7 separate regions of the Mus musculus genome follow, and all the other regions are linked to region 4. A link is a contact called in public HiCAR-type and promoter capture Hi-C data. All regions are on one chromosome and are shown on one strand. The core of a region is the stretch at or near the end of the contact, and the rest is flanking DNA. Distances in the headings are between cores, read along the strand shown.

Region 1 (3,207 bases), core at 572-3,071, 2.6 Mb before region 4:
GACATGAGCTAAATTCAAGAAATCCCATTTCCCCCTGCGTGGTTAAAGCCAGAAATGATGGCTGGATTCTAGGCTGCTCTCCTGCAGAGCTGCAGCTGCTACCCCACCCCCACCTCACCACCACCCCACCACCCCAACACCCCAACACCCCACCACCCCACCACCCCACCACAGGCTGCCTGCCCTGACAGCTGCTTGACCTTCACCCTGGAAAGCAGATGAGGGAAACTGAGAAAAAAAAAAAAAAAACTTTTTTTCAAAGTTTACGTGCAAGATTGAGTGCCTCTACAGCATCTGATGACATGCCAGGTTCTGGGGGCTGGAAAAATAGAAGCAAAGGCCTTCCTAATGCACTAGTAGCAGGGGTAAAATATATATGTGTAGTAATCAGTAAACAAAACAAGTTTTAGAGACCACCCATTATGGTAGTACCCTTCTGGGACTACCCTGGCCTTGGTTTCTTAGAAAAGAATTTAGACATAATCATGTTAGTGTGTGAGTGCACACATATGTATACACACACACACACACACACACACACACACACACACTTTGTGGATGAAGAAATCCAGGCATCTGGGAGCCAAAGAGAATTGCCTAAGAGATGCACCCACACCAAAGTGGAGGGAGAACTTGGAAGCACGTTTTCTGCTTTTTTCAATTACTAATTTGGTTTCTTTCCACGACACCCTTAGAAAAAGTCTCTAGTCTAAGAGGCCACTGTGAACTAGGAAGTCACAGAGAAGGCAGCTTCCAAGATCCAGTGTTTCTTCTCTGGCCTCCCCAGCACCATCCAGACCCAGCAAACCACTGGCTAAAGGAAATGGAGGCCTGGGGGGGGGGGGAATGTGGGGGGGGGGCGGCGAGCACTTTCTGACCCAAGAATGTGAGGCTGGTATTTTCCCCCAGCATAAAATAGAGAAAAACTGGGAGTTGGCCTTCCCGCAGTCCCTGACGTGTCTTGGGCTGAAAGCCAAGTACTTAATCCTTTCTACCATGGCTCCCTCCTTGGAGAAACAGTTTTGATTCGTTTTTAAAGACAGGTTCTTGCTACGTCACCCAGGCTGGCCCTGAACTCACTGCGTACTTTGATTTCTTGATGGCTGACTATGAGTACTGAAAACTCCAACCCGGCAGCGTGTAGTGCTGTGTGCCTCTCCTTATAGAGTTAAACTCAGCCAGGCCTGCCCGAGAGAAACCCTAAACTGGCGCCACATTCCTGCTGGAACTCTGTCACAGTCTCAGCTCAAACTGGCCTCCAGATGGACAAGGTAAAGGTGGGGGCATGAGGGCGGAGGGCGGAGGGAAGTGAGATCAGGACCTTGTGGCAACAGAGAAGCCAGTGGACTGGAAAGCCGGCCAGTGGTTAAAGAGGTCAGAGCAGCCAGGCACCAGTGAGTTCACTTACCTAAGATCGCCACCGACAGACGGCCCAGGGGGTGGTCGCTGGCTCTGCTCACGGGGATCCACCTTGGGCCGCTCAGACCTCCCTCGCCCTCTCCAGTCCCAGGTAAGTGGTGGAGCAGGCTCTCGAGCAGGAAGTGGATGCTGTATGCAAATCTCTACGGAGAGGAAGCCTCTGCTCAGCCTCTCCCCGTGGGGCAGTGAATCAACCGCCAAGAAGTCACTTTATTTCTTAAAACAGAAACCTCTTGCGTTCACCAGAGAGAACCAGCAACCAATTAGGCTGCATCCTGCTTTTACCACCCAGATAAGAAACTGTGAGGAATGCCCCGGGCTTCTGGGTTACTGCAGCGCCTGAGAAGGTGTCTCCCGGAGACAGAACTTGCGGTCTTCACACTGCTTATTCTTGAGCAGCTTCAAACGAGCCTGGGCCTGATAATGGGAGGGAATATGAAGCAAGAACTTTTAACTGTGTTTTTTAACTCACCAAAACAGATTTGCTGCCTGTAACTATGGGGCAAAGGATTCACTGCCTACAGCCCTGTGCAGGACTGTATCACACACACACACACACACACACACACACACACACACACACACACACCTCTGACTTCTCATTTCACAATCTTTTGATTTGGGTTTTTGTTTGTTTTGCTTTTTTGTTTGTTTTTGTTTTCGAGACAGGGTTTCTCTGTGTAGCCCTGGCTGTCCTGGAACTCACTCTCTAGATCAGGCTGGCCTCGAACTCAGAAATCCCCCTGCCTCTGCCTCCTAACGCTGGGATTAAAGGCATGTGCCACCACTGCCTGGCTCTCATTTCACAATCTTAAGTTTATTTCTTTCTTTTCCCTTTGTTTATTCAGTACACTACAGAATTTATTGCACAGACAGGGATCCTGGAGGCAGAACAATGGCACCATGCTATGTGTGGGTAATATAAATCCAGGTTATTTCTAAAGCACTGGAGGGTGATGGGAGCCAGTCCGGGTGTGAACTCTCAGGCCACCAGCCAGCACTGATCGCAGCCACTGAACTTCCCCCCTCTACCATAGAAAGTGTCTCAGACTGAGCCAGTCCAGTCTCTCCACTCTTGCATAGGGAACATTGCCCAAAATGTCCTCAATCAGATTGCCCCAGGTCTGCCTAAGTATTACACTTAAAGTTGTACCACACATTATAAACAAAGGGAATGTGGCTTGTTTTTAAAACTTTATAATAAAGTGGTACACATTGTGGTGTGTTCTTACAATGAAGTACTACTTAGCTGTTAAAACAATGAAAATTTGTATTCATTTGTATTATTTGTACAAACATGGGAAGGTGGCTTTGAGAAATTATTTAATAAAACATTATTCTTGACAATATATATATATATATGTAGTGACAGAGAGAGAGAGGTGTCCCCAGCATGTAGGACACTGCTTATGACATTGTAGGCAGTCACTGTATACCTGTTGGATCATCACGTCAGAAATGGCTGTAGCTGAGCCTGGTAACACAGGCCTGATAGTCCCATATTTATTAGCTCAGCCTTGAACTTTCTGCCTCGAACATTATTATTAGATCTTAGGGGTTGGGGGAAAACAACACTCCTTGTGGAGTGGCTGAAACGAGGGTAATTGGGGAGGGGCAGCTGTCAGCATTGAAAGGAGAACAGGAAAGGAAGGCATGGAAGGGGTGGTAGAGGAGAGAAGATGAACTCATTTCTCATAGCTGTCCTTAAATGGGCTGAGATGAGCCTCAGAGTAGTTTCTGGAAACCTCTGCCTTTGGAACCCTTTCCATGAGGAGTCAGGACAGCCAG
Region 2 (3,125 bases), core at 174-2,673, 2.7 Mb after region 4:
TGTGAGAGAAACCCTGCTTTCTTTTGCAAGTGGACCATCTCTGGTGGTCTCTGCCTTTTTCCTGTCCTAGAGGTAGTCGGAATGTGCCACCATTCCCTTTATTTTCAGCTTTAATCTGACAAAGGTATTGTCCTTCTGAGGAGACAGCGCCACTCACTTGCCGCAGGTTAACATGGCGTCGTTCTGCTTTATCTTTGGAAATTAGACCCTGATGTCACTTGTGAAAACAGCTGGTTCGTTCCTGCAGCCCTGGGCCTGCTCCATTCCCTTGCATTTGTTTTTCTTCCTCCATTTCAGATCCTAATTTCCTTCCTACCTTTGATACAGTCCTTATATAAGATTTATGCTATGTATGTACATATTTATTGTATACCTTGTGCATAGCTCAGCTGCCTGTGCATTGCTTTAGAGCCCAGGCTGGCTTTGAACTCCAGCTCCTCCTCCCTCGGCCCCCAAGAGCTGGAGTCACAGGTTGTACCACCACACCCAACTCCCCTAGTTACTCTCTGTGCAGCCTCAAAACCAGTTCAGATAGTCTCTCATCTGCTGGCTAAAAAGGAAAAAAGAATCATTTTTGGTCTGCTCAGTTCATGTTGTTCTGTGAATAAAAGTGAAATGCTTCATCATTGCCCAACTGTACATTCACCCAGACAGCATAGAGCTTTTTATTCACATTTATTTATTTGTTTGTTTATTTATTTATTTATTATTTATTTATTTATTTTTGGTGCAGACGAGAAATATAACAGTAACATTATCTTTCCTTTGAGCACACAGGAGAAGACAAAGGACTAATATCCTCGTTTAGTTGATAGCAGTTCTAGTCCTTACACGGGTTAAGAAGATAATGCCAAGTGTTACTTACTTACTACAGCAAGAAATATCAGTAGGACAGTTACATTTGTCTTTTGGAAACCACTTTTACAAGACATAGCAACAGTTTTCAAAAAGTCTTCAGACTTCAGAGATCATTGTGCGGATTGAACTTCTAAGAATACAGCTATACATGAAGAGACACCAGAACAAGTTAATCTAGTAGTGAGTGTTCCCAGGAGTCTTCATACTGCAACTGACAGAAATTCAAATGTTTGCACTTGTTCTCAATGATCAGTAAAAGGCAGGCTTGTAAACATCAATCCTGCCAGTGAGCTGACAGGGGGGACTAGGATCGAGCGCAGTGGAATGAGGAGTGCACACCATTGATCTCCCCAGGCAAGGCTCACTCAGACTTACATCTGTTTACTAACATCTACTGGTGGAGTTGAAAATTAGAACAAACTAAGGAATATCCTCCAAGCGTCTCTTTTTAAATCCCAACCCACTTGATCCCTTCCCCCACCTCCTTGCACTGGAATGTGCTTCAGGGACCCCTGCCCCCAACCCTGCTCCCTCCATGTGTCAATCATCTCAGCAGACCTAGAAAAACTCACTCTGCAACAGGCTCTTCCCTCTAGTCCTCCTCTTAAAATTCCCAGCCTCCAACGAAGGTATCCAGACCTACGAGCTTTGGAGAAGCTTTCAACAAGGTCTTTCAATCAGAAAGGGAATGCCTGAGGGCTGCAGCGGCAGAAGCCACAACAGCGCTGTTGCAAATTCAATGGAGCATGTCCTGCAAATCCAGACCCCTCACATCCCCACATCCCTGAGAAGAGGCTTGGGGTCTCCCTCCCACAATGCACTCTACAGCCTGCTTCCTTCTTTGTTAGGATGGAAACATGGAAGGACATTCAAAACCTGACAGGTAAGGGCCAAGATCAGGCAAACAACAAAGATGTCGCACATTGTTGCTCTCTGGTCATTTCTACAGGCTGAGGCCCACAAAAGAACTGCTGTCCTTTAGAAACGTGGGCTAGGTGCATTCATTCACAGACTGCTCAGGGCAGGCACAGGGTCTGTCATTGAGACTCTTCTTTCTCTTCTCTCAGATTCCCAAACTAGAGCTTAAAGACACAGCACCTAGTAGAATGGAGGGAAGAGTGGAGGTGGTCTCCCTTGCTATGAGAAGGGTGGAATAGTCAGGGCAGTGAGAGATTTGGAGTCTACTTTACAGTACCTTTCCCAGCCTGCATACAACCAAGGGGAGAGCAAATAAAAAGCCTGCTGTCTTTTGTTTTTTCTGTCTCTGGGCTGTAACTGCCTTAAAAAGAAAAGGGGTTGGGGGGAGGTGAAAAGAGAAGAGCCAAAGAGAAAAAGGTATAGCAAGGCCTGTGGGCCACAAACAATTTCTAACTACCCAAACCTAGGCAACTTTGACTTAACCAGAGTGGGTGTGAACACAGGAAGAGGAGTAGTTACCTATCAAAGGTGCCTGGATAAGGAATAATTTGTTGGTTAGGGCTCAGAACTAACCACTGGAAGGGAGCCACTTCAGCTTTGCTTTGGGCACTGCCACGTGAGACTACAGATCCTGCCCAGCAGCTAATTGAGCCATGGGAACTGGTACAGCAGGGGGTATCTGTGTGCTGCCTAGGAACTTAGGTCCTTAGATAGTTCCTGAGGAACCACTTGGGCCTGTGCAAAGCTCAACCAGGAGAGAACTAGTGGGCAATTGCACAAGCTTCCATACTCACCAGTAGCTGATCACAATGCACAGCAACCAACGGTACAAGACCAATGAGGTGACAGAAAACATTCCTCGCCTGTTACTTCACTCATACCCACCAGCCACCTGCTTGTTGTAGAGATAACAAGCAGGGTAAAAGGCAAAGGCCCAGGAAGACAGCTAGGATCAGTTGGCAATAGCCTGGAATGTCCTGTTGGGCTAATGGCTGGGTTGGGGTACAGTTCCATCTTGCAGTGGTGAAACTCACGGTTCTTCACAGTACATAGATATCGGGAACACAGCAGAAAGTATGAAGCCTGGCTAGTTCTTGGTAAGAATGTGTCAAGCTTTCTTGTGGCAGAGAACCACTTAAAAAAAAAAATGAAAAAAAGATCATGTCACAGACAGGGACCAAGCCATGCAAAGAACGAAGTACAGACTACAGCACGTGACTTGGCATAGAAGCAGTTTGAAGGCCATGCACTTGGAACACCATTATATATATATATGCAGAACATCGTGATGGCCCAGAGAAAGAAGAGCAAAGACTTGAAAGCCACAATCTTGAAACTACTGGAGACTT
Region 3 (3,043 bases), core at 103-2,602, 3.0 Mb after region 4:
GTGATCTGTCTCCTTCAGAACTTTAAAGCAGCTGTTCCTAGAAGTCTATTCTGGTAACTAATCATCGGAATTCCTTTGAATAAACAAATATGCAGCTTATATCTGAAATGCTACCTCATCTCAGAAGTTTCCTTTTCTCCCCTTTAAAGTTTAAAAGAAGGCAAAAAGCAACCCTTAATCTATTTAAAACAAGAAACCATAATACTTTTGACATAATGCATTTCCTTTACTGTAAGTAAGGAATACTTGCTAATTAAACACAAAACAAAAAACTCTTTCTGTGTAACTGGAGCACTGTGGCTCACACCTACAATCTCAGCACCACTGAGGCCAGGGTAGGGGTAACACGAGTTCTGGCAATCCTGGCTAGTAAGCAAGATACAAGCAAGCAACAGCAACAATCACCACAAAGCCAAAGCCAAAAAAGCCCATCTATGGAACCTGCATAATACAAGTAAAGCCAGCTTTAATACACAAGGAAGGTAGAGAAATTTGGGGAAACATTTTTAGTATGTTTGGGGTATTCTTCCCGAGGTACATTTCCCCACATTTTGTTTAGGCTAGTACGTGTTCCTTTATTATAAACAAATATAAACCAAGTAACTATTTAGTGTTCATTAAAAAAGAAGACATATTTATCTGTTTTCTTAGTTTTGCCGTTACGGCATTTGACATTTTGGTTGTAGTGATAGACTTGAAGCTGTCAAATCTATCAGCAGAAGTAGAGCTAAATCAAAGGTATTATTTTCCGGTATCTTATTGTAGTTTTGGCAAAGTCAAATCTGTCACTAAGATCCGCCCCTTTATCTGTTCGCTGAAATAACAACTGAACAAGTCTTTAGGTCAATTTTTCCGCCTCACTTATTTCACAACTTTAAAGTGAGGTGCAAGAACCTCTGGTTCGACTTTCAGCCTTCCTCCCGGGTTCCTCCTGGGACAGACCTCTGGACGAACCCCGACCCCAAGTCCCAGCTCGGCTTCCAGGAGTCTGCACAGATCAGGCCATTGAAAGTTCCAAGAAGCCGGGCTGGCTGTCGCCCACAGGCTGCTCTGGGCGACAAACGTGGTTTAGGAACGCGGAAAAGCGGAAGCCCTTGGACCTCCGCGCCCCGCCCTCGGCGCCACTACCACGCCCTGCGCGAGACTCAGACCAGACACATCGAGCGCAGAATGGCGATGCCTCTCTGCCAGGCGTCTCCATCAGAAGCCAGCAAAGCCCAGCAGCGGGCAGTAGCTGTCCTTCCCGAACGCCGGGCGGGCTGCGGTCACCCCCCAGCCAATCCCGAGCCGTCGCAGACAGGCAGCGAATCGGCGGCCGGCATTCCAGGCGCGATGAGTCGAACTCCGACGCGGGGATCGGGCGGCCCGCGGAGCCGGGGCTGTTTCTCAGCAATCCGTGCCAGGCGTGGCTCCAGGCCTTTCCACTCCGACTCTGCGCGTGCGCCCGCCCGGCAGCCGGCGGCCGCGGTGTCCGCTGCAGCCCGCCGCCAGGGAGTCGCGCCGATGCACGGGCAACAACGCGGGCCACGATGACAGATTACGGCGAGGAACAACGCAACGAGTTGGAGGCTCTGGAGTCCATCTACCCCGACTCCTTCACAGGTGACTTTGGCGGCCTCCTGCTCCGGGGCGGAGGCCGGGGCCCCGCGGCCCTTCCTGCCGCTCTCCAGACAGTTTCCAGCACTCGCCTGCTTCCTTCCCCACTGTCCTGAAATCCGAAGGTCCGGGTGGCTCTGCGGAGGCCCTGGAATTGGTCCTGACCGCTTTGGTTTCGCGTAACCTCCGTCATCCGAGATTCACTGAAGCACGCGGGGGGTGGGGGGAACTAGCAGTGCGATGAGTTTCTCCAGAGCCGCTTAATGTCCCCCCTTTACCTCCTATTTTAAGCTCTGGTGAAGTAGCAGCTGTTTTCCCTGCTGAGAAGATTGGGATGCTGGCTTTTGAGAGCAGCACACTCGGGGATGTCTTATTCTCTCTATAAGAGTGATCAGGCATTCTGCAGAATGCCTGATGAACGATGTGGTCGCTGTGGTTCTTAGGTATCTTAGACGTCGTCGAGGTTCTGGAGGCCCAGGGAAGGCAAGTGGCTTGTGCTCTCCCTCCTCCAGCCAGAGGTCCTTAGTTCTTACATCCTGAAGACTTCGGTTAAGGATTCAGCCTCAGCTTAGATGTAGGAAGAGCTGATTGGGTCTAAGGGAAAGCATCCGTCAGGAAATTCATTAGTAGAATCTTTCCTTGTGAGTCTGTTTCCATGGAAAACCTATCTATGGGTCTTCTCAAATTAGGGAAGCACTCAAGGTAAAGTCAGTATGAACGTAGGCTGGGGATTGATGGGATTTACATTCCACAACCCTTCCTCCAAGTGTTGTCAAGTATTACTTAGTGTCTGAATTAAGAACCCAAGGCATATTACTTTAAATCCTAAACCATCCCTTTCATTGCTTAGCTTAGTTTTCTTTCTTGGCTTCACTTTTTGACCAACTTTTTGCAATGGAAGCAAATTTTGTTCTGCTTTGCCAACAGGCAGATGTCTCTCAGCTACTCCTGTGTAGCTCCAGTCGAGTTCATGTTCTCTCGCACCAGCAATACAGCTGTGTTGCGGATGTTAAGGGATGAGTGAAGAGGGGGTTGAGAGTGTCATTACCTGGGTGAGTGTATGTGTGGAGTCTGGCTTCCTTCTCTATCCTTGCTTATATGTCAGTGTCAAACTAAAATAAAGCGCTAGTGTCAGTTGTCCGATATAGTCTGAATTACGATGTTTAGACCTTTCTAGCACGTTAGAAATATAATAGGCATGAACCCTTTGTAGGCAGAAACAAAAATGCATGAGGCATACAGTATTTTTAACTTGTCTTAAATATTAGGTTATCCTTCACTAAGTTCCGCGCATGTGTGTCTTACAATGGCACATTTTTTATGTCTTAAAGCAGTATTGTATTGAATTTTGCTAGGTCCCAGTAGTAGTAGTATATGGAATTCTTGTCAGATGTACAAGTGCATAAGGAGCCTGAGTGAGCCAGGGTAACAAATGACGACTTACGAT
Region 4 (3,105 bases), core at 265-2,764:
GAGTTTCAGGACAGCCAGGTCAACTTAGAGCCTGTCTCAAAAAACAAAACAGCCTTTTCCATTTTGGCCTAGCTTTCTGTAAGGTTTTTGGTTTTCCAGCCAATGACAGGTGGCTATTTTATTTAAAGCTTGTATTAAAAGATTCTGTCAAACCAAGAAAATGCACGACTATTTTAACAAGTTTAAGTGTTTCATTCAGCCTAGTTCTCTAATCTACCTCTCCAAACACTGTGACTTCAATACAACTACAGAAAACGCTCCCAATTTCATATTGCTTTGTGGAGATCAAGCGTTCAATCAATGAGCTTCGAAAGTTCTGTCAAATTTCCTTATTACTTCTCTCAATGGTTTATCTATTGATGTCTTGGGTGAAATCTGTATAGGCAGGGCACCATTCCATTTGGTGTAACTGAACCCAGAGACTATTACTACTTATACTCCAAATTAGAAAATCCTTACAGTCACCTTGTACCGTTCACTGCATTGTGAATATTTAGTCCACTTCTCAAAGTTTCCTGCAGCAAGGTCTTCACCACAGTAGAAGAGTTCCTAAGCAAGATGCCGGTGTTCTTTCCTAACCCCCCAGAGCAGGGTATTATAGCAGATCGAACAAAGAGCAACAAAGAAGGGGGAGGTAATAACCTCCCATAGAGACATGCCAGGACCCATCAAACAAGAACAACTGCACGCTTCCTCTCTCCTACCACTTCCCAACGACCTACCTACTTCCAACTCAAAACCCCTTAATTGTCACCGAGGAAGTGCAGCCCTTCCATTTGAACCCTGAGAAAGTGGAGCTCGAAGAACGCGAACAAAGGCGAGGGATGTAGTCCACGCAAAACACCAGCGAGACAGCGCCGCTCTGCGAACTTGGCCACCGGCCAGCAGTAACTCCTCCGCAGCCCCACCCGGGTGCCGGGGTCCCGGGTGAGGCTGGAAGCGCAGCGCGGACAGATCGGGGGCGAGAAGGGGGGACCGGGAGAGCGGGGGAGGGGACAGGGACGTGGGGCGGAGCTCCAGGACGCCAGCTTTGTGCAGTCAGGCCCAGGGTGCCAACTGGGGTTCCTCGGGAGACCGGTCAGAGGCAGTGCACCCTAAACCTGCGTGTGCCCGAGAGGACCCGAGAGGAGCGAAGGCGGGCGTCCCCGAGACGCCACCGCTGGGTAGGCCGTGTTGGTGTCCCCGCGGGCTGCCACCCCCGACACCCCGCCGCGCCCTCCCCGCATCCCGGCTGCAGGCTCCTCGGCCACTCACCATCATAGTAGTAGCACACTTTCTTCTTGCCGCCTCCTTGACTGTACGCCATGGGCTCAGGCCGCCGCCTCCCGGCTGCGGCTCCTCCTCCGGCTGCTCCCGCCCGCCGCGGCCCGGCGGCCAGACAAGAGGGCTGACGGGGACGGCCGGTGCTGCAGCCCTCGGAGCAAGGGCAGCCCGGAGCGGGACGGCGGCGGGTGCCGGGAGGGCCGTAGGGCACAGAGCGGGATAGGCAGCGGCGCCGACGCGCGACACTCGGCAGGGGTAGGCCTCCGGGCGGCGGGGCTGCGAGGCGGGAGCGACCACTGCGGCTGCGCGGAGGGGGGCACCACAACTACGGTCGGGAGGGAGCGACCGGGACGGAGTGGACGCCACCGGCCAGGGCGACAGTAGTGTTTCTACGGGTAGTCACACACAGTCCGGAGGTGCGCACAAGCGGACTTTAGCCCCTTGCTCAGAGACCCGGACGCGCAGCAGTGAGGTTCACCCCTCGGTCTTACGCGCACTGGTTGCGCCTGGGCCGAGCCTGCGCACTCCGCGCCTGCTCAAACGAATCCCGGGCAGTCTAGACCCCTCCTCCAGGGCTCATGCCGCTCCCCTCCCCCACCGCCGCGACGCTCCGGCCCGAGCCCGCCACGTGCCGCGGGGACCCCGAGGGGCCTCGGCTTGAGAGCTCCCTAGGGCTGCCTCCCCCCACACACACACCCGCTACCTGGTGGTCCGATATTCCCACGTGTTTCAATTCTCTTGTTCTCCCTCATTGGCTCCTGATAACTACTCTTGAGTTACAGAGAGGTTAATGGCAGACTCCTTGTATCTCCTGGGTTTAATAAGCATTTCCAGGACTCGGTATAAGCACTGTTCCCAGCATCCATACCTGCTCGTAATAAACACCATTTAAAGCTGTCAAAAGTGCTGGGATGTACGTGCCATGTCCATCTCCTTATAGGTGTGGGCAAAAGAAGGAGTATAGTGCTCTCAATTGCTAAATAATAGTCATCTGAGGACCGAAGGGGTGTCGAACTTTTCAAGACTCCACGTGCTTTGTCTACTTTATCAGACTGGATGTGCTTCTAGCCAGACAATTCAAAAGAATTGGTTTAAATATTGGAGTCCCTGTGTTTAATAGCCTGGCGTTTATTGTGCACCTGTCTAAACCAACCTGCTTAAAGGATGCATAAAGGATGGAAGCTGACTGTCTAATGAAATACTCACACACCTGAACTGTTATTATTTAAAATTCCAGCTACATGCACACACTACTTCCTCCCTTAAGAGGAGGTGTTGAAGTAAGAACCATACTGAGTCACTAACAAAAATCATTATTTTTCTACTTTCGGATCCCCAGGACTCTTAATACATAAAGCACCAATCTTCCAGGCTTAACCCCAAGAGACTTAGAATTACTCCAAGGTACCCCTCACCACAACCACTTCTCTCCCAAGCCTACAGTTTTAACAAGACCCTGGGAGATTAACGTGGTTGGGTCAGGGACCACAGTGGAGAGAGCTAGCTTTGATGTTAATGTTGATTACAGAGTATTGTTTGCTTCATTTTCTCTATCAGTTCCCAAGTCAACCATGCAAGGTTTTGAAAACAGAATGAGATGCTTAAGCAAACACTATTGTTCTTCCCCAGACCAAACACGGGGGAAGTAGGAAATAAGACTTGATTTTTTTCAGGGAGACTTCTAGCCTCTGTTCCCCCACCACACCTGTTTTTTTGCGCTTTTTAATACATTTAGCTCAACATTTAACATGTTATCATTGCCCATAATTCCTCAGCTTGTCTCCGTTGGACACAGTTTCACAAGAGGACAAGCCGACTTTACCCTAAACATAATTATTTCTC
Region 5 (3,388 bases), core at 777-3,276, 2.7 Mb before region 4:
TGTTAGATCCTTTCCCTGAAGGACCACAGCCAAGACTTAAGCAAACATATATTTGTTCTGGCACAATACTTTTCAGTGACTAAGTGAGGTACACGGATGCATTTTATGCACACGTGCAAACCATGTGTCTGTGTTCCCACACTCAAGTATTTATAGAACTCACAATAGGGAAAATGGTCAGAAAGGGTTTTTTTCCATAAGCGCTGTTGAATATTGTTTCTTCCACCACTCACAATCAAAGGGATTAATATGTTCCCAGAAATAGTATTATTGAGATACATGAAATAAAATTAGGAGATATTTGTTGCTGGCAATAAGCTTTAGGTAAGAGCTGTTCTGGTATTGAAACTGCATCAAATCTAAAATGGTTTTTTGAGAGTAAGTGGTTCTATGGTGTATCTTGAGGCTGGTCCCAATTAGGCATAAATTAGAGTGTGTCTCGCTTTTCAGAAAGGGTCAGGAAATCAGCACTTGGCCTTGAACTCTTCACCTCTGCCCCTGTTGACCGTAAGAATAAGCCATTCCTCTCTGTGAAAACTAACAGATGCAGCCAGGCTTTGCCATTCCTCTGCAGAAAAGAGCCAGAGTTGTCAGCCAGAGCCGGTCAGAAGGAAGTAGCTGAGGAACTGGGGACTTTTTGTAGAGTGACAGCTTTCTGTCCATAAAGAAAAAGTCTCTAAAGCCACCAATGTGAAAGTGACATACTTTAAAGTGTCCAAAGGAGGCCTCCAAAGCTACTGGAAGCCTGTGCTGTCCTTTCTCAGAGCCTATTTTCTGTTTTCCTCCCATTCTGCAGCACTGATCTGCGACACTCATTGGTACACTGGACAAATAATTCCCCCATCTTTATAGCCAGCATAAAGCTCACAGCTGTGGAGTCTTGGTAATCTTTGCTGTGATTAATTGCCAATTACAAACATTTGATGACTATTTAAAAACCTTCCTTAGATGACTTATGTAGCTGACATGTGTAGTTAGTTGAAAAACTGAGGCTATGAAGATGGGTGTCACAAAAAAAGCTGAAGTCAGTCAAAATGTCACACTTTTCTGATCTCTAATAGAGTATTTTGCGCTTTCAACACCTAAAACATACCTGTGCCTGAAGGTCCAACTCAGTTCCTGCCTCCTACCCAGTCAGTCCTTTTCCTGACAGTCCTCTCTGAGCCATCTCAGCAGCTGTAGTGGATTTGGATTTGCTATCAGATGTATCATTGATCCATGAACTTGTCACATCAAAGGTCAGGTCAGAGCAGAATGGCTGCGTTAGCCGCCCCCTCGCCCATTTCCTCAGCACCACCAGACGCATCCAAAGTTAACTTCAAGGTGGGCCACTTCAGTAATAGAGTTGTGAGCCGGTGGTTTGAAGTTTGTAAGTCACTGTTGTGTACCACCCACAGAAAGTGTGCAACCAGTGATGTGCCTTGTCATAGTCATTAGGAGATTAATTACTAGTGTATAAGGAGAGGGAAGGGAATCATTGGAATAGAGAAAAGAAAATACAAGGAGGAGGAAAAGAGATAGTTTGGAAAAGGCAAACCCAGATCCAGCCTTCTCATTCTGGGATAAGATGCATTTCCTGTTTTCATGACAAAACATGGAAAGACTCCTTCCAAATGCATTTCGTGAATGATTGCCGACCCATCTTGCTAATGCTTGCTCTTTAGGGAACTGCACAGAAATCATGCATTTCCAGTTTGAATTAGGAACTAACTGGAAAGGCAGTTGCTTTGTGAGAAACCAGTAAACGCAGAAGCCTCATAACACTGGAACATTGTGGCAGTGGGAAAAGGCAACTCAGAAGGAGGCTCACCTCTCCTGACTGGTCCTGCTCTCAATGACTGTGAGACTCTCACTCCACAGTCCCTGCTTCCCACTGGCAGCAGCTGAAGCAGCTCATTATGCATGTCTGTCACGTGGTCCACTCCATCACCCAAATCTAACTGGGAGAGTAAGTCACCCTAACAAGACCCTTCAGTACACTCTTAAAAACTACTTACAGATGGACTCTTCCTCTGTAGGGACACAAAGAGTTTCCTTGTGCTGTGCCACATGATACAGGAAATGCATTATCCCTGTCCCAATGCAGGCACATGAGGAGGAAGCCCATGAAAGGGCAGCAGCTCACAAAAGCCCACACAGCTTTAGGGGGAGTCCTCGGAGGGGCTCACAGGCCAGTTTATGATAAGGGCAGAGAAAATCCTGGCTCTGTGAAGCTCCATTCATTTCGAATGCTAATGTCCACACCGGGAAAGGGAACCACAGCAGCATTCAGCTTTGACACAAACACTGCTAATCCTTGTTAGTTAGATTGTCACCGACACCTGCCCCCACACCCCCAGCTTCGTGCTAGATCTCCATTTATCCTTACAGTTTGGGCCACTTTATATTCTGTTACTTGAAGGTGAGTTCTCCTTTTAGACCCTGGGATCTTGAAATGGGTTTCCATTAGCTTGAATGGACATTTCTGTAGAATTAATCTTTACAGGGTTAGATTTACCTGCCATTGTTAAATCTCCTGTCTCACACAGTGTGATCAAGCCATGGTTCATGCAGCTGTCCAGCTAATGCTGAGAATAGAACCTGTGTCCACTATTCTAGACACTGGGGATGCAGCAGGGAACAGAGTCCTATATTTATTTTTTGGTTTTGGTTTTTGGTTTTTCGAGACAGGGTTTCTCTGTGTAGCCCTGGCAGTTCTGGAACTCACTCTGTAGACCAGGCTGGCCTTGAACTCAGAAATTCGCCTGCCTCTGCCTCCCGAGTGCTGGGATTAAAGGCGTGCGCCACCAACGCCCGGCTGAGTCCTATATTTATATAGATAAAAATTTAAAGAGGAGAGACAGAAAACAGATAAATATGTTAGTCAGGGTACATTACACTGGTTGGTGGCAGTAAACACGCTTGTATCTCAGAGGTTGAAGCAAAAAAAAGTTTTAGTCCTCATCAAAGAGTGGTCACTGAAGGTCAGAAGGAGGGACTTTCCTCTGGGTCACTTCCACATGGCACCCAGGCCATCCAGAGAACCACCAGGGGGTAAGGCTAGTCTTAGGGAGAATATCAAATGATACACGGATTCTCAAAGCTTATAACTGATACATGGCATGTCTCTCATTTTCAGGGCCAAAAGAAGCCATAGGGTTACAGCCAGCTACAGAGGGCCAGAAAGTGTAGTCATACCACATGTTCAGGAAAGTGAGCCACTCTTGGCAGGCAGAGCTGCCCCAGATGCTGATGGCTGCTGTGAAGAAAATCAGGGTACAGGAGATGGTGTCTGTGAGGTTGCAGAGAGTCTGAAGAGAGTCCTCCCCTTGGGCAGAGGATCAGGTCCTGTAAAGGTCTGTGAGAGCCATCAGTCTGGCATGTTTGAGGGAAGGCAGGGGAATCCAGG
Region 6 (2,983 bases), core at 264-2,763, 2.7 Mb after region 4:
AATAGGGTCCAAACAGTGTAAAGGCAGTGTAACATACAGTTTCATTGTTGAGCTTAGAAAGGGTATAAGCCAGGGCCGTGAACCAGCAGATACTAATTCAGAACAGCATGAAGGCCATGGGAAAGCAGAAGCATGTCCAGTCTTAATCTCGAGGTGGAGACTATCCAGATAGAAGATGCAGAAAAGTCAGGAGGAAAGAAATCAAAACACTGCATACCCGTTGCATTTGCTCAAGCACAGGTGAGAAGGGACCAGTTCCGGCCGCATTTTCAAATGCAAAGATTAACCTGACTGGAAGCCAAAAGGCCTGGGAATCTCCACTGGCTCCCTTATTGGGCGACGTCGGGGTCTACGGATTCCTTCACGACACAGGTAGTATTGCAGTGGGTTTGGCCACAGATCCTCTTTGATAATCTCAGCGATTCTGTCAGATTCTGGAAGGCTGTGGTCCGAGAACCAGGTGAAGAAGCTGCAAATGAGATCTTGGTTTCTGCGAATGAAGGACTGGGGCTCATGCCCTCTCCGCCAAATGATTGGAGTGGAAAGAGACACCACTCGACCAGATGATCTCACTTCATATTCCTTGACAATCAGCTTGTTTCTGAAGTAGGGGTTTCTTCGAAAAAAGAACTTGAATTTGCAGCCAGTCTTAGGGTGTCTCAGTTCCTTCACCTCCAGACTGGTTACGTACCTTAACATCTCTGCATCCCGACCCCTAATCATGGCGGACAACTGAGGGTGGTTCCGGAAGGCAGTCATCCAGAAGCCTGGGATATTCTGAATGATGTAGTTCCTCCGTTCCAGGTAGTGTCGTCGCATTCGCCCAAACTTCTGCTCCAGATGTTGGAAGGCCCTGTCGGCCTGAGCATTCACAGTGTCCAGTTCCAGCTGGATGGCCTCCAGCGGGTTCCTGCGAAGATCTATGCCCAGGTGCCAGGGCCCTGCCTCCTCCGGCGCCTCCCTCACTCCTCCACTCGCCTCCAGCATCTCCATTTCTTCGCCCGCGGGCTTCTGCTCCACCTCCATCACCTCCTCGCTCCCTGGCGTGGCCACTTCTGACTTTTCCGCTGCAGCCGCGACGGTGCCCGGTTCCGTCTTCACGTCACGGGCCTGGGACTCCGCTCCCCGAGTTTCTTGGGCCTTCTCCACATATTTCGGTGTCACGAACACCGCTGCCGCGGGGCCCCGAACGGAAGGAGGTGACTCTCCCTGCCTAGCTGCGGCCACCCGAATCTGGGGGACAAGGCCCTCGACATCTCGGGGCGCGGGGCTCCCCACGATCCCTGCGCGGCCCTCACCTGTCACCGCCTTCTCCTCGCCGAGCAGCGGTCGCCGGTCTGGGGTCCCCGAGACAGTGTCAGCATCGCAGTGGCCGCGGCTGTCGGGGACAGGGGTCCCCTCGTCCCGCTCCGGGCTGCTCATGTCGGGTCTAGTCGCGCAGACCTCCGCCTACAAACAACAACCCTCACGGTCCCCCGCAACCCCAGCTCCGCCCCTCGCTCTCTCCAGCGCAGTGACGCCAGAGCCACAGCCCGCAAGTCTCGCGAGAACCTGCAGCGCACCTGATTGGTTCTTCAGCTCGTGACTTCCGTATTTGTTTGGCTTCTGTAAATGTAGCGGATAGCGGTTGTCACGTTTGTTTCCGTAAAGGGATGTCAATCATCCTAGGAGACTGAAGACAGTGGCGGGGCTTCTGGACCTGGCTTCTGGACCCTTCGCCCGCATCCGGGCTGCAGCCGTGTGTGTGTCTGTGTCTGCAAACAAGTTCATCCCCTTTCCACTTATGTGGAACGGTAAAAACACCTCCTGGTATTAGACAAAGCTAGGAGCCAAATGTTTGTATTAACCAAGGTGAATGCCACGGTTCCCCACCACCACCACCACCACCACCACCACCACCACCACCACCACAGAACTGAAAAAAATAATGAAGTCTAGCTTGGTGTGATGGCCCTTGTCTGTCGCCTCAGTGCTCTGGTGCTGAGGAGGATCGTTGACTTGGAGGCTAACCTGGGCTGCATACACGTTGGCTCAAAATAATAATAAAAACTCAGTTCTATTCTAAGCTCTGACGTTACTGGGGAACAAAGATCTGTGGGTTTGCTTTGGGAATTATTCTTTTTGGAAAAGATTTTGTGGTCATCATTAATGATTGTTTTTACTGGTGTGTCTTGCACCGTGGCATCGAATAGTTTGCATAACAATCCTCTGATGTATTAAGATATCCATTTTATTGAGACAAGGAGAGACTGGGTCTCTTACCAGAATAACATAGAAAATGACAGAGCGATGATTTGAGCCCTGGACATTTGATTCCCGGGTTCTCTGAACGGGATGTGACGTCACTTTAGGACATAGGCATAAATGCATAGTCTATATCAAGTTGATACATATTTTCTCCCACCTCCTTTCCGCATCCATAAATAGATTAATATTTAAGAACACATTCATTTCCTTTCTGTTTTGAGAAAAAGAAGGTAGTTATTCGTGGTCCTCAAATTCAAATTTACCAGAAAAATGTCACCTTCTGTATAACAAATATTTCCAAAACACCATTTAACGTTTTTCGATAAAGTTCATAGACAATATAACCCATCTACACACATAAATAGAAAATTTAACAATTTTACTATAAAGCTTACTGTAGTGGTGGCGATTTTAGTATAGCAAAGGGGTCACCGACTTAGGTTATTATAAGAACTATATGACGTGGCATTTATCACAGTGGTAAACGCACCAATAAGAATGGCGTGGTTAGAAAATTACACATCTCATAAAAGTAACTGCGGATGGAGAGTGACACAGATGCCTATGTCAGGTCTTCTGAAACTGTAATCCAATTTTGGTGAAGTTCTGGTAAATAATGTCTCCTCCTCTCTCCCTTGCACTGTTTCTTCCACACAGAGAAAGGAATTTCCACGGTTAAATTCTTGCTAGGCGTGTTATTTCCAACGACTGTCACTAGAGGGAGCGACTTCTCCTT
Region 7 (3,095 bases), core at 533-3,032, 2.9 Mb before region 4:
TTATTTACATTTCAAATGTTATCCCCTTTCCTAGTTTCCCCTCCGAAAACCCACTATCCCCTCCCCCCTCCCCCTGCTCACCAACCCACCCACTCCTGCTTCCTGGCCCTGGCATTCCCCTATACTGGGGCATAGAACCTTCACGGGAAAAAGAGCCTCTCCTCCCTGACTAGGCCATCTGCCCTTAAAATTTTTGTGTTCTAAAGGTCCCACTAAAAATTTCAAAACACACACTTTGAGGCCAATCAGAAAACATCTGAAATAGTCTAAGCAAGAAATGAAGACAAGCAGAGTAGGAATGGAGAGGAGTTGGACGCCAATTTAAGAAACCTTTCCGAGACAAACAGGGAAGAAGTTAATGATCGTATGATTGAAGATAGAAAGTTGGTTTATGGGTAACAAGACCAAGTTTTGTAGTAGCTTGGGAGTCTAAGTAAGAAGGGATATCAGAGACAGAAGTGTAAGTGGAAAAGAACTTCAGATAAAAAATAGAATGTGATAACATTTGAGGCTATGGTCCCTGTGGTCAAATCTGTAGTCACATAAGAACACGGTTTTCCTTTTTCAGCTAGCATAGCTATTTGGCAAAGACAGACTGATGTCCAAGTCCATTCAACAATGGAATTGCCTGCAGGTTAAAATAAGTGTGGGCATGTGGGACCCGATTTAGAGCGTTTCTCCCAGGAAGGTAAAGCCCCTGGACGTTCCCCAAGCTTGTTTTCCCTGATCTCTAAAAATACAGCCAGAAAGAAGCTCTTTGTTCTCTATAGCCAGCAAAAAGCCTTTGTTTCTATACTTTACAACCAGAGATGCCTGCCTTCCTGTGCTGAGGACACGGAGATAAAAATTCAGAAAGAACTCACTCCCCACTCCTGCCTTATAAATTTCACCAAGGATACCCAGAAGAGAAGAACTCTCCTCCCAACTCCTCCCAACTCCTCCCCAATTCCTCAGCTAGCTGTTAAAAGCCCCCTACTGTTACCACTAAGGGTCAAACTCCCCTGCCCTGCACGGAGGAGGGACATCGGGACATCGTCCTCAGCTAGCTGATAATAAAACCTCTTGCAGTTTGCATCAGGTGTGGTTTTCTCTCGAGTCACTGAGGTGCTGGCCAGCTCATCCCAGGACTTGAGCGGAGGCCCAGCTTCGGGGGTCTTACAGGCAAGTGCATGCAACTCGTTTTGTCCCAGATTCTTTCTTTAGCTATTGTTTCACCATTCAGTAAAGGCCAGCGGGTTGTTGTCTGGCCTTTAGAAGCTGCTACTCTAACCTAATATTCCTATTTATAGATGGGACTGCGGTGGGATTCTGAGTGTTGTGTAAACTAACTGAGATACTTCACGTGTGAGTTTACACGTAAGGATCCATAACTATCTGTTCAGTGAGAAGCTGACGTTCAACATTCTTGTACGTCTAAGGAGCAAGGGCAACAGTTTGTAAATCATGTAGAGACAAGACCTTCGGGTTTCCAGGTGACCCAGGAGGCTGCGGAAGTTGCCATCTTGCAGTTCCAGGCCGGGTTTCTTCCAACGTTTTGCAACTTTGGATCGTCTTGTGCATGGGTTGCAGCTTGTACATCTTTGGCCTACATTCCCCAGGCCGGGGAAACTCACCTAATTGAGACTTCTCACCTGGGCCAGGCTGTCCGATCCCCAAGGCAACCACATCAACTTCCGGTTTGAGGAAGTCTCCTGATTGGCCGGCGGCTTTATTTCCGGCCTGTGATCCATGCAGGCGCTCTGCTACCGTGAGGGACACCGCGCCTGCGCGGCGGGGAGGCTCCGCTCCCAGGTCACGCTCGCGCGGGCAGGTCCTGGCGTTGTTGGCTCCCGGGCCGGGCGGGGCCGGGCACCTCCCTGCACACCGGAGGCCTGGTGCACGGAGCACGGCAGGTGGAGCCGCCACACTGGAGTTGGAGCTGGAGTTCGGAGGGGCGGGAGGGCAGCGGCTCCTCCCAGCCGGCCCGGGCGCAGAGAATGAGTCAGAAGCGGTGGCCTCCGTGCGGAAAGGCCGTGCCCAAAGCGTGCTGCGCTGGTTCACCACCGTGGTGCTTTGTGCCGCCTTCCTGGGGCTGGTGAGAGCTGGGCCCAAACCCTCCAGGCCACGGCTGGAGCAAGCGTCCTGCAGGGAACGTGGTCTCAGTGCCCTGCATCGTGCGTGACCCCTGGTGTATATCGGTTAATCCTCCTGAGTCTCAGTTCTGTCATCTGGAAAAACGGGCAAAATTAATACGTTTCCAGCACGAGCAAGCTAAGTTTCCTCCGGAAAACGGGGAGATACAAGATGGGGAGCCTGCTCCCCTTCACCCACTCACTGAAGCTCTAAATTGATCCCAGAAAAGCAGCTTTGAGGGGGCCTGACCAAATCCAACCAACTGCTTTATTTCGCAGATGGAAAAAAGGGCCCAGAGAAGAAAGTGGCTTTTCTGGTTAAATGATAGTATCAAGGACATGTTGCTTACCCTGTACACGGCCCTATTTAAATCAAGCCTTTAGATACTTAAATGATTTTCTTCACTCAAGTGCAAGAACTAAAAACGCCATAAAGACAGTGTTCCCCAGTGTAGCACCTGCTGCTGACCCGAAATGTCCTTTTGTGGACCAGATGGCTGTAACTCATTGTGTAGATCAGGATGGTCTCAAATTTCAGAGATCCTCCTGCCCCTGCCTCCTGAGTGCTGGGATGAAAGCTATAAACCACTGACCTAAAGTGATAACTTTTGACTCGAGTGCTATGAGAGCTAAACCTTTGACGGAGTCCCTTCTGGTCCCTCAATTGGAGCTTCAGTTTCTTAAAATTATTTTGATGGGAAAGTAGGGAAGAAAGAAAGCGTTGCAGGTACTGGAGCCCCTCGTGTGTAACAGGTATTGCAAGTGATTGCAGGAAGATCTGAATGAACATGCTGTGGCCCTGTGTGCTCCTGGTCTTTGTTCTTGGTTGCTGGTGCTTGGGGCAGGGAAACCACACGTGGGTTGGAGCAGAACAGTGCAGCACAATCAGGTTTTGTTGTTTGTTTATTACGTACAGGGCGCTGGCTGGCCCAGGACTTCATGCTAGGCTTTCACCCAGCTGTGTCCCCAGCCCACAATCCACAG

Evidence for each region. Promoter capture Hi-C pulls out the DNA fragments that hold promoters and counts their contacts. HiCAR-type assays count read pairs that join an accessible place to other places.
Region 1: a promoter capture Hi-C map of pre-B cells shows a contact between it and region 4. The contact joins the promoter of Traf3ip2 here to the promoter of Hdac2 in region 4. A contact is called at or near these places in 5 of 39 promoter capture datasets (embryonic stem cells, hippocampal neurons, liver and 2 more), 1 of 115 datasets of contacts at active chromatin or transcription factors (astrocytes) and 2 of 9 other capture datasets (adipose tissue and liver).
Region 2: a contact with region 4 is called in a promoter capture Hi-C map of hippocampal neurons, with 5 times the contacts expected there. The contact joins the enhancer-like site here to the promoter of Hdac2 in region 4. A contact is called at or near these places in 4 of 39 promoter capture datasets (cranial neural crest, hippocampal neurons, liver and 1 more) and 5 of 115 datasets of contacts at active chromatin or transcription factors (astrocytes, embryonic forebrain, embryonic hindbrain and 2 more).
Region 3: a promoter capture Hi-C map of pre-B cells shows a contact between it and region 4. The contact joins the promoter of Rwdd1 here to the promoter of Hdac2 in region 4. A contact is called at or near these places in 4 of 39 promoter capture datasets (the 3T3-L1 cell line, cranial neural crest, hippocampal neurons and 1 more), 1 of 484 Hi-C or Micro-C datasets (CD4 T cells) and 1 of 115 datasets of contacts at active chromatin or transcription factors (astrocytes).
Region 5: a HiCAR-type map of astrocytes shows a contact between it and region 4, with 6 times the contacts expected there. The contact joins the enhancer-like site here to the promoter of Hdac2 in region 4. A contact is called at or near these places in 4 of 39 promoter capture datasets (cranial neural crest, hippocampal neurons and liver) and 1 of 115 datasets of contacts at active chromatin or transcription factors (astrocytes).
Region 6: a contact with region 4 is called in a promoter capture Hi-C map of hippocampal neurons, with 4 times the contacts expected there. The contact joins the promoter of Tspyl1 here to the promoter of Hdac2 in region 4. A contact is called at or near these places in 7 of 39 promoter capture datasets (the 3T3-L1 cell line, the HPC-7 cell line, cranial neural crest and 4 more) and 5 of 115 datasets of contacts at active chromatin or transcription factors (astrocytes, embryonic forebrain, embryonic hindbrain and 2 more).
Region 7: a contact with region 4 is called in a HiCAR-type map of astrocytes, with 11 times the contacts expected there. The contact joins the promoter of Mfsd4b4 here to the promoter of Hdac2 in region 4.

What each region holds. Positions count from the first base shown.
Region 1 is chr10:39,611,548-39,614,754 of GRCm38.p6, reverse strand. Traf3ip2 (TRAF3 interacting protein 2) reads right to left here and starts at 1,821. Exons shown (of 9, transcript NM_134000.3): 1 at 1,409-1,821. Gm16364 (predicted gene 16364) reads left to right here and starts at 1,073. Exons shown (of 6, transcript NR_152259.1): 1 at 1,073-1,271.
Region 2 is chr10:34,298,854-34,301,978 of GRCm38.p6, reverse strand. It overlaps Tspyl4 (TSPY-like 4), which reads right to left. Exons shown (of 1, transcript NM_030203.2): 1 at 659-3,125. Among named protein-coding and RNA genes, the nearest start is that of Gm26564, 3.0 kb to the right of the region's middle. Within about 2 kb of position 1,423, at least 18 of the 459 cell types and tissues checked have an H3K27ac peak or open chromatin away from gene starts, as enhancers often do.
Region 3 is chr10:34,017,925-34,020,967 of GRCm38.p6, reverse strand. Rwdd1 (RWD domain containing 1) reads left to right here and starts at 1,352. Exons shown (of 7, transcript NM_025614.3): 1 at 1,352-1,602. The coding sequence starts at 1,530.
Region 4 is chr10:36,972,953-36,976,057 of GRCm38.p6, reverse strand. It overlaps Hdac2 (histone deacetylase 2), which reads right to left and starts at 1,514. Exons shown (of 14, transcript NM_008229.2): 1 at 1,255-1,514. The coding sequence starts at 1,306.
Region 5 is chr10:39,671,414-39,674,801 of GRCm38.p6, reverse strand. All of the region lies in intron 2 of E130307A14Rik (RIKEN cDNA E130307A14 gene), which reads left to right. Among named protein-coding and RNA genes, the nearest start is that of E130307A14Rik, 59 kb to the left of the region's middle. Within about 2 kb of position 2,026, at least 83 of the 459 cell types and tissues checked have an H3K27ac peak or open chromatin away from gene starts, as enhancers often do.
Region 6 is chr10:34,280,720-34,283,702 of GRCm38.p6, reverse strand. Tspyl1 (testis-specific protein, Y-encoded-like 1) reads right to left here and starts at 1,513. Exons shown (of 1, transcript NM_009433.3): 1 at 1-1,513. The coding sequence starts at 1,422. The coding sequence ends at 283. All of the region lies in intron 1 of Gm26564 (a long non-coding RNA gene), which reads left to right.
Region 7 is chr10:39,897,893-39,900,987 of GRCm38.p6, reverse strand. It overlaps Mfsd4b4 (major facilitator superfamily domain containing 4B4), which reads left to right and starts at 1,782. Exons shown (of 5, transcript NM_001384225.1): 1 at 1,782-2,074.